3 separate regions of the Mus musculus genome follow, and regions 1 and 2 are each linked to region 3. Evidence: chromatin contacts called from public HiChIP or PLAC-seq and Micro-C data. All regions are on one chromosome and are shown on one strand. Each heading gives the region's core, a stretch centred on a gene start, on an enhancer-like site or on the middle of the called end of the contact. The rest is flanking DNA. Distances are from core to core; before and after follow the strand shown. Region 1 holds the start of A930018O16Rik. Region 2 has its middle 26 kb from the start of 4933416O17Rik. Region 3 holds the start of Ube2ql1 (ubiquitin-conjugating enzyme E2Q family-like 1).

Region 1 (3,116 bases), core at 333-2,832, 210 kb before region 3:
GTGGACTTGAACTGGGGATGTCGCTCCCTGGAGTGAGGGGGAGGGGGGGAGGTTAGACGCCCTTTAAGAGCGGCAGGAACTGAGGCAAATCAAGCTCACCAGTCTTGAGACTACACAACCACTATTTTGTTTCTAGATGTTCAGAAATTCAACCAATAGGTTGAATGAAGAGCTTCATACTAGAAAAGTCTCACCTGGGGCAATTCCAGACCAACACCCCCACCTTGCTGTCATTGGGGACATTAAACCGCTAAGGTCCTCTGAGCCTTATGGAAAAATTTTTAAATGAAAACACCTTCCTGTGAGTTCACAGGAAAAAAACCTGAGTACTATTAGGTGGTTTTCAGAAACCCCAGGTGACGGTCTTTCTGTGAACGTCTGCCCAAAATTAAAACGTACGAGGTAACCTCAACACACACAAGACTCCACTTCTAAACCTCACTTGATGGCTAAACTGCACCAATACCAAAAACCTACTGTCTCAAAAAAAGGGAACAAAAATTTTTTACATTCAACCTCACTACACTAAGATACAGGATTTAGCCTACAGGAAAGAACACGCGTAAACGCTTCCCACTCTGACAGCCAGCCCTTGCTTCCCTGCCCTGGAGCAGAGGAAAGAAAGGAACCACTTTCTAGTCTAGCCCTAGGCCTCCATCCCGAACTGTCAATCCCCCCTGCCTGGTGGATCTCGATCCAACGGAGTTTTTAAAGTGCCCGCGCCGCTGGCAGCCCCGCGGCTCGGGCGCACTCACCCCTGGATGCCCGGGCTGTACGCGCGGCTCTTCCACGGCGTGCCGGGCCGCGCCGCCTGGGCCCCGGGGCCGCCCCCTCCGCTCAGCGTGGCCGCGCGGCTGCCCGACAGCAGGTAGTTGAGGCCATACGTGCTGGCCTTGTTCTCGCGTTTCCGCCGACCCGGGTGGAACTGGTGCTGCGGCGGCGAGCCGGCGGGCGTGGAGCCGCGTGGGCCCGGGTGTGCGTGGGCAGCACCGTCGGCGAAGCTGAAGAAGGTGCGGCCGCTGCCGGCGCGGCCGAGCGAGGTGCTGCTGGAGGACGACGACGAGCAGCCGGGACTCTCGGTGCCCGACTCGGCGTTGGACGACGACGAGGACGACGACGACGACAGCGACGGGGACTTGTGCAAGCGTCTTGCGCTGTCCGCCGCGGGCCCTAGCGCGGTAAGCAGCGCCGGGGGCAGCGCGGCGGGGCCGGGCGCCGGCGGCGGGGACGAGGCGGCGGGCGCCGGCCCCGGGCCTCCTGCTGCTGGTGCTGCGCGCCCCGCCGCCCCGGGCGCGGCCGCCGTGTCCAGCGCCGGCGAGTTGAGGCAGAAGTAGGACGCGAAGCCGGAGCCGCCACGGCCCACGCCCTGCGAGGTCTCCCAGATCTGCATCCACAGGGCATTGGCCGGCCCCTTCTGCTCCGGCTGGATCCAGGCCACGCGCGGATCCATCCACGCGCCGCCCCCGCGGGGCCCGCGTCGCCCGCCGCGCCCCGCCCCCGCCGCGCCCCGCCCCGCCGCGCCCCGGGCCGGCCGCGCGGACGGACGGACGGACGGGCCTGGGCCGCGCTCCGGTGCGCGCGGATGGGCGCGGGCGGCGCTCGGTGGGGCGCGCGGCGCAGCTGCGGTCCCGGTGGCTCAGGCGGCGCGGGGAGGGCGAGGGGGCCGCGGCGGCGGCGGCGTAGCGTGCGGGCGGCAGGGAGAGGCCATCGAAGGGGCGGTGACCGGCCGAGGGGGCGGGCCCAGAGCGTCGGGCCGTCAGTCAGTCACGGCGCTCCTGCGGCGCGGCGGCGGAAAGACGCCCTCGGCGGCGGCCGGGAACGGAGAGGGATGGGGGCCGCCGCCTCAGCTCCAATGAGGGGCGGGGAGGCGGCGCGGGGGCGGCGGCGCGGGGGCGCGGCCTCCCTCGCGGGCCGCGGCGCAGTGCGCACGCGCGGGGATTTCAAATCCTCACTAGACAGCGCCGCCTTGGTTACCGCGCTTGCGCACTGCGCGCTCCGGGCGGCGGCGGAGAGACAGTGGCGCGGGCGCATGCAGACCAGACAGACAGGGCGGGGCCGGAGGGGCGGGTGCGGGTCGGCGCTGGGCTGTGTGGGCCGCGCTGCGCGTGCGCAGACACGCCAGCGTGCCGGGTGGAAGTTTCCGCGCCGGCTGGTGTGCTGCGGTCGCGGACCGCCTGGGAAAACGAAACCGCTGCGACTGCACCGGGTCGAGCCCCCGCCCTCCCGCCTTCTCCTCGCGTGCTCTGTACGGTGGAGTGACTGGGCAGAGCCGGCCACGCGTGGCCCGTCGCTCGCAACGCGCTCCACCAAACGCGCCTGCTCTGGCATGCGCCGCGTGCGGGCGCCACGGCCCGTGAAGCCGGAAGCAGCTCTGGTGTCCTGTGCGTTTGGTGTGCGGGTCCAGCCCAGCGGGTGCCCGCTCTGCCTCTGCCGTCCTTGGGCCTCTGCATCCGGGCTCCGCTAATTTTGAGCATAAGAGAACTGCTTCCCTCGTGGTCTGTACCACCGTGGAGCAAACCTTACCAAGTACTTGGCCCTTCTCACACTGTACCAAGGTGGAAGTAAGGGCCAGGTAGCGTGCTTACTGCCTTCAGTCAGTAGCGTTAATGCGAATGAATGTTTTATCTCTGGCGTTTTCTGACCACCGGTGTATGTGGAGATCACAGCCAATGAGCAGAGCCTATGCTTTGTGTGTGGTCACGAGTGCCTGTAATTCCAGCGTTTGGGAGGCCAAGGCAGGACGATTGCAAACAGTACACGCAAGCCCTGAAGCCCTGTCCCAGAGTGTGTTGTGTTAAATACTACGGGAAAGAAAAACAGTTCTTGTTTGAACTCAATTTTTAATGGATCTGGGCAAAAGCGCAAAAGTCTTTGCCCTCCTCCGTCCCTCGTTCCTCTTGGCTCTGCTACTGTCCAAAGACAAATTCTTGCCTCTCTTCTCATTGGTCACCTCCGTCTTTGGTCTGTTTTTAAATTGTCTCCCAGGTGTTTTCCCCATATTCCTTCCTTTGCCCCCTTTAATTTTTAACCCACTCAGCCGGTGATCCCAGCGTCTGATATGTCCACGCATATATGCATACATATTTAAGTTGTTACTTTTAAGAAATCAGATCGTC
Region 2 (3,115 bases), core at 586-3,085, 190 kb after region 3:
GTCCTGGCAAAAGATCTCTCTCTTAGGGACAGCTTTATGTTCCTGCATAGCCTCCAGAGAGTTCTAATAGTCTGTCTTCTGACAGACTCTAAACTTTCCAATATTTCCAGTGAAACTGTTGGTCTGGGGCTGAGTAGAGCAGGGGCCATAACACAGGGTCTGACTGAGGAGGAGAGATAGAGAGGACTGTGGGAGGTTGAGGTGCTAATTGTGTTTCTGTTCAGATGCTAGGGTATTCTGGGACGTGGAAACCCAGGGACCACACAACTCTGAGGGGAGAATGTGTCACGGTGGAAAGACATCCAGAGACACGGGAGCTCAGGAACCACACAGCTCTGAGAGGAAGCCTCCTCCACAGAGGCATTGCAGCTCCCAGGGGAGGGGATCCCCAACCGAGCTGAGGAGCTGAGGAGTCTCAGCCCTACTCCTTCTCTTCGCTTCTTCCTTTCTTCATTGCTTCTTGTCTTCTACCGACAAGAGTTACACCAAACAAATCTCATGAGATTTATTGGAGGGTCCAGTATGAAGGGACAAATACAGGGATGACTGCCCTCTGCTCCTGGGGGCAGACAGCAATGAACTAGACAAAGGTGCAGTGCTTATATAGGATTTCTGAGAGGCGGGGCTTCTCAGGGAAGAGATTTCCAGAGGAAGGACTGGTGGGATTTCAAATCCTGAGCTTGGGGTGGTTCAGGGATTGGTGGATTTTCCTGTTTAGGGATTGGTGGGTTTTGTGGGAAGCTCAGGGATTGGTGGATTTTCCTGCTCAGGTATTGGTGTTTTTTTCCCCACGCCCCTCTCCCCCTCCTTTCCCTGCATCAGGTCTACCGGTCAGGGTGGAAAGTCCTTCCTGGCTGAAGCCAGCTTTTGCTGAGGTGCCATCTCTGTGGGGCTGCTGCAAGTTGAGTTCTGGAGAGGAGATGTTGCCACTGAGGACAGCTCCTGAGGGACAGCTTCTGCAGTGGTGTTTCAGGAGTTTCAGGCTGAGGCAGAAAAGAGAGTGCTTCCACCACGGACAGCTCCTGCAGCTCTTGTGAAGGCTTCTGGCTGAGGACATGGGGTGGTGCCTCCATTTTGACAGGAGCTACCATTTTGGGCAGATCCAGTAGGACATTTTACTGGAGCAGCCATTATCTGGGGCAGGAAGGAAAGGCCTGCCTCCACTTTGACAGCTTTTGTGGCATGCAGCTCAGAGACTACATACACTATTGCTCAGGGAGGCTAATCTAGGTCCTGATGGCAAGGTCATAGGCAAATTTTGGACCTGCTTAGAGTCTATCTCATGAAACTCAATCAGAACTCACTCGGGATTAAACAATAAATGAAAGTTCAAGGAAAACCCTACCAGCTTGTTAGACACGATACTATTCCCGACCCCTACTCTAGACTCTGAGAAAGAGACTTAAAGAACACAAAGAAGCTTCTAGAACCAAATTCGCTACTCAGTGACGTCACACTAGAGCAGGGCCCGAGGAAAACAGTTTGCCTTTAATCAATCCACTTCTTTGATTTATGCACCTACTGGCAGGAAATAGATTGAATGCATTTAATAAGATAGCTCAGCCAAGGAGCTCGGGTGGCCTTGGGTGTGCCTTGCCCCCAGAGAACAGAGCAGACTTTTGAGAACAACCAGCACCTGAGGCTGGGCGGTCAGGGGCTTCTGGGTGGAGTAATTTGTGGCCAAGGGTTTCCGAGAGACAGTTCTCCTTTACGAAGTGACCCGGAATATGGAACCTTTTAATTAGCCCACAGATCCAGCCAGCACTGTGTGGGTGACTGTCAGTTTCTTTGCCTTCTGCTGCCCTCCGTTGCCATGGCGACACTCCTAACAATGGATTTACCGGGCAGCTGGGAGAGAAAGAAGCTCACAGAAGCCATCCCAGTGCCAGCTCCCTGGCAGGGAGTAAATATTCATGTGAAGACAGTGGGGCTAAAAGCAGCTCTGTGGATTGGTTTTCTTTACTCACAGTTGTGGTGAGCTCTACCGTGTGGTAAAGCAAGTCTTGTTTATCTTAAGGCCAAGGCAGACGCGGAAGTACGAGCTCTGTTAAGTATGCCTGGGCAGGGTGAAACCGCCACACTTGCGTCATTCAGACTTCGCAGCCACCAAATCTTTCTGCTGAGAGTACAGGAGTTCAAATCGTTTGCTTCTTTGGAGATCAAACCTTGCGTTTTGCATGTGCTCAGCACATGCTCAAATACTGAGCTGTGTCTCCCGCCAGGACCTTTGCAAAGGAATGGGTTTTGGGGCTGAGATCCCACCAACGTGATTAATGGGTTTCTGAAACGCACTGGCTTCTCTGGTTTTGTGAACTCATTCATAAAGTAACTTGAAGGGGCTCTCTTGGGAGTGTTTCAGGAATGGCAGGTCTGAGTGCAGATGCTATGTCTTTGAAATGCTAGCCAGCATTTTGGATGCACGTTGATATCTATCCATCAGATGATTAATTTTATGAGGGAAGGAAGGAGGTTGACCATAGGCAAAGTGAAGGGAGCCCTCGAATGGTGCATAGAGTCTGACCATGGCCATTTTGTATCCTGAAAGCCTGAGAAATGGTTGCTGAGCACACCAAATTTTTATATATGTATGTATGTATATATATATATATACATATATATACACACATATATATGTACATATACAGATTTCTCATTCTTATATTTTTCTTATATTTCCTCTTTGATTTCTACCAATTTGGATGAGCACATGAGCTTTGTCTTCTCATGTTCTCTTGTATCCTGTTGTGATCTGTAGCCTTGGCTCCCACGACCCCCTCAGGTTCTATAGGGAACATGTCTAGCAACAGCCTGGTGGTCACTTATGACATAGTCTGGATGAGAGGTGGCCAGACTAGACTGCTTTTCGTCATGTGATTTAGTCCCACATTGAGGACTATTGTTTACAAATCACTGCTCAGATCCTAATAGAGAAAAGAACGAACATCCCAAAGTTTGGGACTGATTCCAGCTAGGTGGAAGATATTCCACATCGGTACTTACAAAAGCATCCATTAAAAGCCAAATAACTATTGTGATTACATTACCTGCAGCTTGCTTGATTATTTAATTCAGCCCATTGAGTAATTAATTACTATTTAATCAGCACTGTCATTTG
Region 3 (3,319 bases), core at 656-3,155:
GTGTGTGTGTGTGTGTGTGTGTGTGTGCGCGCGCGCGTGCTCACGTGTGTGTCTGAGTGTGATGTACTGGGCTGGACACTTAGATTCTGGGCTTCAGGAAAAGTTCACACCTTCGAGACAATTACACTGACTAGAGAACACCTAAGCAGACTGGAGAGGAGAGGTGGAGCGGGGCAGGAAAAGTATGGGAGACTTTAGGAGGGTGGAAAAGGGGAAAAGGAGGGCTAGGAGAGGGGTTGGAGGGAAGAAGGACCGAAGGTTAACCTGAAGCAAAGTAGAAGAAAGGGAGAGAGGACCTGGGAGAAAGCAAGAGAACTGACAACCGGAGAGCACCGCGGTTCTAGTAGAATCAGTGTCAGGTATAGAGACCAGGTACAGAAACAGGCAGGGAGAAATCCTTTACGAAAAGAAGCGGAGGAGGTGGGGCGAAGCGTCCCTGGCAGGCTTGTTCGGGAGGATCTGGGCCAGTTCTCACCTACGCCTAGAGGGGTCAAACATCGCTTTCCATCTCAGGCCTAGCCTCGAACTCCCCACCCAACCCGGGCCTCTGCTCCTGGCCGTCTTACCTGGCCCTTGACCAGGCTGGCAGCAAACTGGCGCATGACGGCCTCCACCGTGTAGGCGCTGGACCAGCCGCGCGGCGTGAGCAGCTCCATGCAGATGGCGCCTCCGTCCAGCACGTAGCCGTTCTCCAGTCGCGGGCTGAGCACCCGCATGAAGGGCGGCGAGAAGGGGAAGTTATCGGGGAAGGTGAGGTTGAGCAGGATGAACTCTGTGTTGGTCTCCTTCATGTCCTGCCACAGCACCGAGTCCTTGTCCACCTGGTGCAGCTTCACGTTCCAGTCGAAGAGGTTCTCGTTTACCAGCTCCACCGAGATGAAGCGGTCGCTGAGGCGCGCGATGTCCTGGAGCTCCTTCATGAGCCGCCGGCTGCGCACCTGTGTGCAGTGCTGCTGGCGCGCCGCGGGCACTAGGCTGCCGCCCGCCGCCGCCGCGGCCACCGCGGGGCCCGGCCCCGCCCTGGCGCCCGCCGCCCGCTCCCGGGGGCCCCCGGCGCCCGCCGCCCCCGCCGCCCCCGCGGCTGGCTGCGGCTGCTTGTCGCGCGCGGCCAGTTCCGCCGCGCGCTTACTCTTGCCCTTGCCGGGCCCCGGGCTGGCGTCGCCTGAGCCCCCGGGGTGCTGCTGTTGCTGCTGCTGCTTGTGGCCGCTGCTCTTACCACCACCTTTGCCGCGCAGCGATGCGCTCTGCTGGCCGCCGCCTCCGCCACGGTGGTTGTGGTGGTGCTTGGGGTCCTCGGTGTCCCGGTTGTGCAGGCGAATGAGCCCGATTTTACGGAGCAGCGTGGCCATCTTAGGCTCGGCTCTGGCGAGGGGCTTGCCGGGGCTCCTGTTCCCCGAGCCGGATAGCTGGGACGCACGGGGCTTGTGGGGGGGAGGCAGACGACCGCTTAGTGGGGCGCGGCGAGGGCCACCTTAGGAGCCGGCGGCCGTGGCGCAGCGGAGCGGGCAGTACCAGCGCTCGCTGGCCGCCTTGTCGCCGCTGTCATATGACGGGTCTTCTCGGGCAAGGGCTCCGGTAGCCCAGGGAGGGGAGGCGTGGAGACGCGGCTCAGCTGCTGTTCCTGGCCGGTCCCTGGGCGCAGTCCCCGGACGCCGGGTGTCCGTGGTCCTTTGTGCGCGGCCGCAGACCCGCTGGTCCCGAGTCTAAGAGCTGCACCGCGGCGCGCACAACCGCCCGCGGTGCCCCGGAGACAGCGAGGTGGCCGTGGAGTCGCGCTGTGCGCCTGCCGGGCCGTGCTGCGCTGGCGGCTACCGCGGGGCCCGGGCCACTGCCGCTCTCGTTGCCGCCGCCGCTGCGGCTGCTGACATTGCAGAGGCGGCTGCTCCGTCTGAGCCGAGCCCGGCGCGGAGGGGGCGGCACTGCCGGCCGGGAGGGGGAGCGCGGGGCGGAGCCGCGGGCTTGACTGCACCGAGCCACCCCCGCCGCCAGGTTCCTGCGGCGACACACGCACGGCCGCTGGGGGGAGACAGCGGTACGCGCCCGCACCATTTTCTCCTGGCTGCGTGCTAGCTGCGTGCGCTGGGGAGCCAGGGGAGGGCTGGCCTGAGCGTGCTAATAGGGTCTCTCAGAATCACTGCATTCTTTGGGACCCTAAAACCTGAATGCTGTGTTTGAGGTCCGGGCCTTATATCCCATTTAACCTCCTTAGGACAACCAGAGGGAAAAGGTGGAAATCAACCTCTTTATTAATCCTTCTAACCAGAGGTATGAGCCCAATGTTTCTACGCAACACTTCTGGGCGGTGGGAGCCTAGAATGACAGAAGGAACACGTAAGGACTTTAAAGTCAGGGCGGAAAGCGGGATGAAAGGGTAGATCTACTGCAAACTTAAAGAACAGCCCGTTCAAAGTCACGACTAAAAGCAAACCTTTAGCCAATCCACTCAGCCCTCACTGGTTTGCTCCTTCCACCCCATCCCCTGCCTGCTGGCCGCAGCGTTTCGGCTTTCCATGGCCAGGCTGTGCGTGGTGGCTGCTTTCCAAAATGCAGCGGAGAATAACACCAGACGCCTTCTCTGGCGCTGACCGGTGCTAAGAGCGGGAAAGGACTTTCCGAGCAGCAACCCCCGTTGGCCACCCCCTCCCCGCCCCCCAGGGCTGCTCTCCTGAGTGAGGGACCTCCACAATACTCAAATGAGGGAGAGATCCGCCTTCCGCCTGCAGATTCACAGTCCACCCTGCCTTTCCTTCTTCCTTCAGCCTGTGGAAACTCACTTAAAAATCTGGTGAAAATTCCAACTAAAATCTATTTCAGATTAGCTCGAACTGTGACGGTTCCGGTGTGCAGCGTGTGGCCCAATGGCGTAGGCGAAACCAATCCCTCAAGAACAACGAATATTATCCCGCTGCCATCCTAACTGGCGTCAGAGCCTACTGCCTCTGCTGGTGTGTGGATGGGGGGAAGAGAGGGGAGGGGAAGCAGCTCAGCTCTTCAGGACAGGCGTTCCTTCTAGATGACAGCCCCTTGCCTTTCTGCCCCTCACATCTTTTACCAAATTTTGAGTTTTCACTGTGGAAAATAACTGGTGATGTCGCTGTGAAGACACAGACCTGGGTTTGGAGATTCAGATTTGGGGATAGATGTGTAATGGGGGAGCCAGGCTAGCTGGTGTAGATGAGGAGTAGAAGGTTCACACCCACCCAACATTGCACCTGGGAGAGGGTGGTTCTCCAGAGAGCCTGTCAATCCTTTGACTTTCAACAGGACCCACAGGGTGATTTGGACTAAGAACAACACAGACTATTTGGTGGAATCTGAG

What was found. A called contact is a pair of places that touch in the nucleus more often than the background predicts. HiChIP or PLAC-seq counts read pairs in DNA pulled down with a chosen protein or histone mark.
Region 1: a Micro-C map of embryonic stem cells shows a contact between it and region 3, with 6 times the contacts expected there. The contact joins the promoter of A930018O16Rik here to the promoter of Ube2ql1 in region 3. A contact is called at or near these places in 5 of 484 Hi-C or Micro-C datasets (cerebral cortex, cortical neurons and embryonic stem cells) and 1 of 9 other capture datasets (pancreatic islet).
Region 2: an H3K4me3 HiChIP or PLAC-seq map of embryonic forebrain shows a contact between it and region 3, with 4 times the contacts expected there. The contact joins the enhancer-like site here to the promoter of Ube2ql1 in region 3. A contact is called at or near these places in 4 of 39 promoter capture datasets (hematopoietic stem and progenitor cells, hippocampal neurons, liver and 1 more), 3 of 484 Hi-C or Micro-C datasets (cerebellar granule neurons, cerebral cortex and cortical neurons), 5 of 115 datasets of contacts at active chromatin or transcription factors (astrocytes, embryonic forebrain, embryonic hindbrain and 2 more) and 2 of 9 other capture datasets (adipose tissue and liver).

The regions. Positions count from the first base shown.
Region 1 is chr13:69,532,733-69,535,848 of GRCm38.p6, forward strand. It overlaps A930018O16Rik, which reads left to right and starts at 1,583. Exons shown (of 1, transcript XM_011244606.3): 1 at 1,583-2,719. The coding sequence starts at 1,583. The coding sequence ends at 2,464. Tent4a (terminal nucleotidyltransferase 4A) reads right to left here and starts at 1,132. Exons shown (of 13, transcript NM_198600.2): 1 at 756-1,132.
Region 2 is chr13:69,931,861-69,934,975 of GRCm38.p6, forward strand. No RefSeq gene overlaps it. Among named protein-coding and RNA genes, the nearest start is that of 4933416O17Rik, 26 kb to the right of the region's middle. Within about 2 kb of position 1,836, at least 38 of the 459 cell types and tissues checked have an H3K27ac peak or open chromatin away from gene starts, as enhancers often do. A contact at or near this core is called in cerebral cortex, cortical neurons, embryonic forebrain and 2 more, where this site is marked.
Region 3 is chr13:69,737,992-69,741,310 of GRCm38.p6, forward strand. It overlaps Ube2ql1 (ubiquitin-conjugating enzyme E2Q family-like 1), which reads right to left and starts at 1,906. Exons shown (of 2, transcript NM_001145162.1): 1 at 567-1,906. The coding sequence starts at 1,349.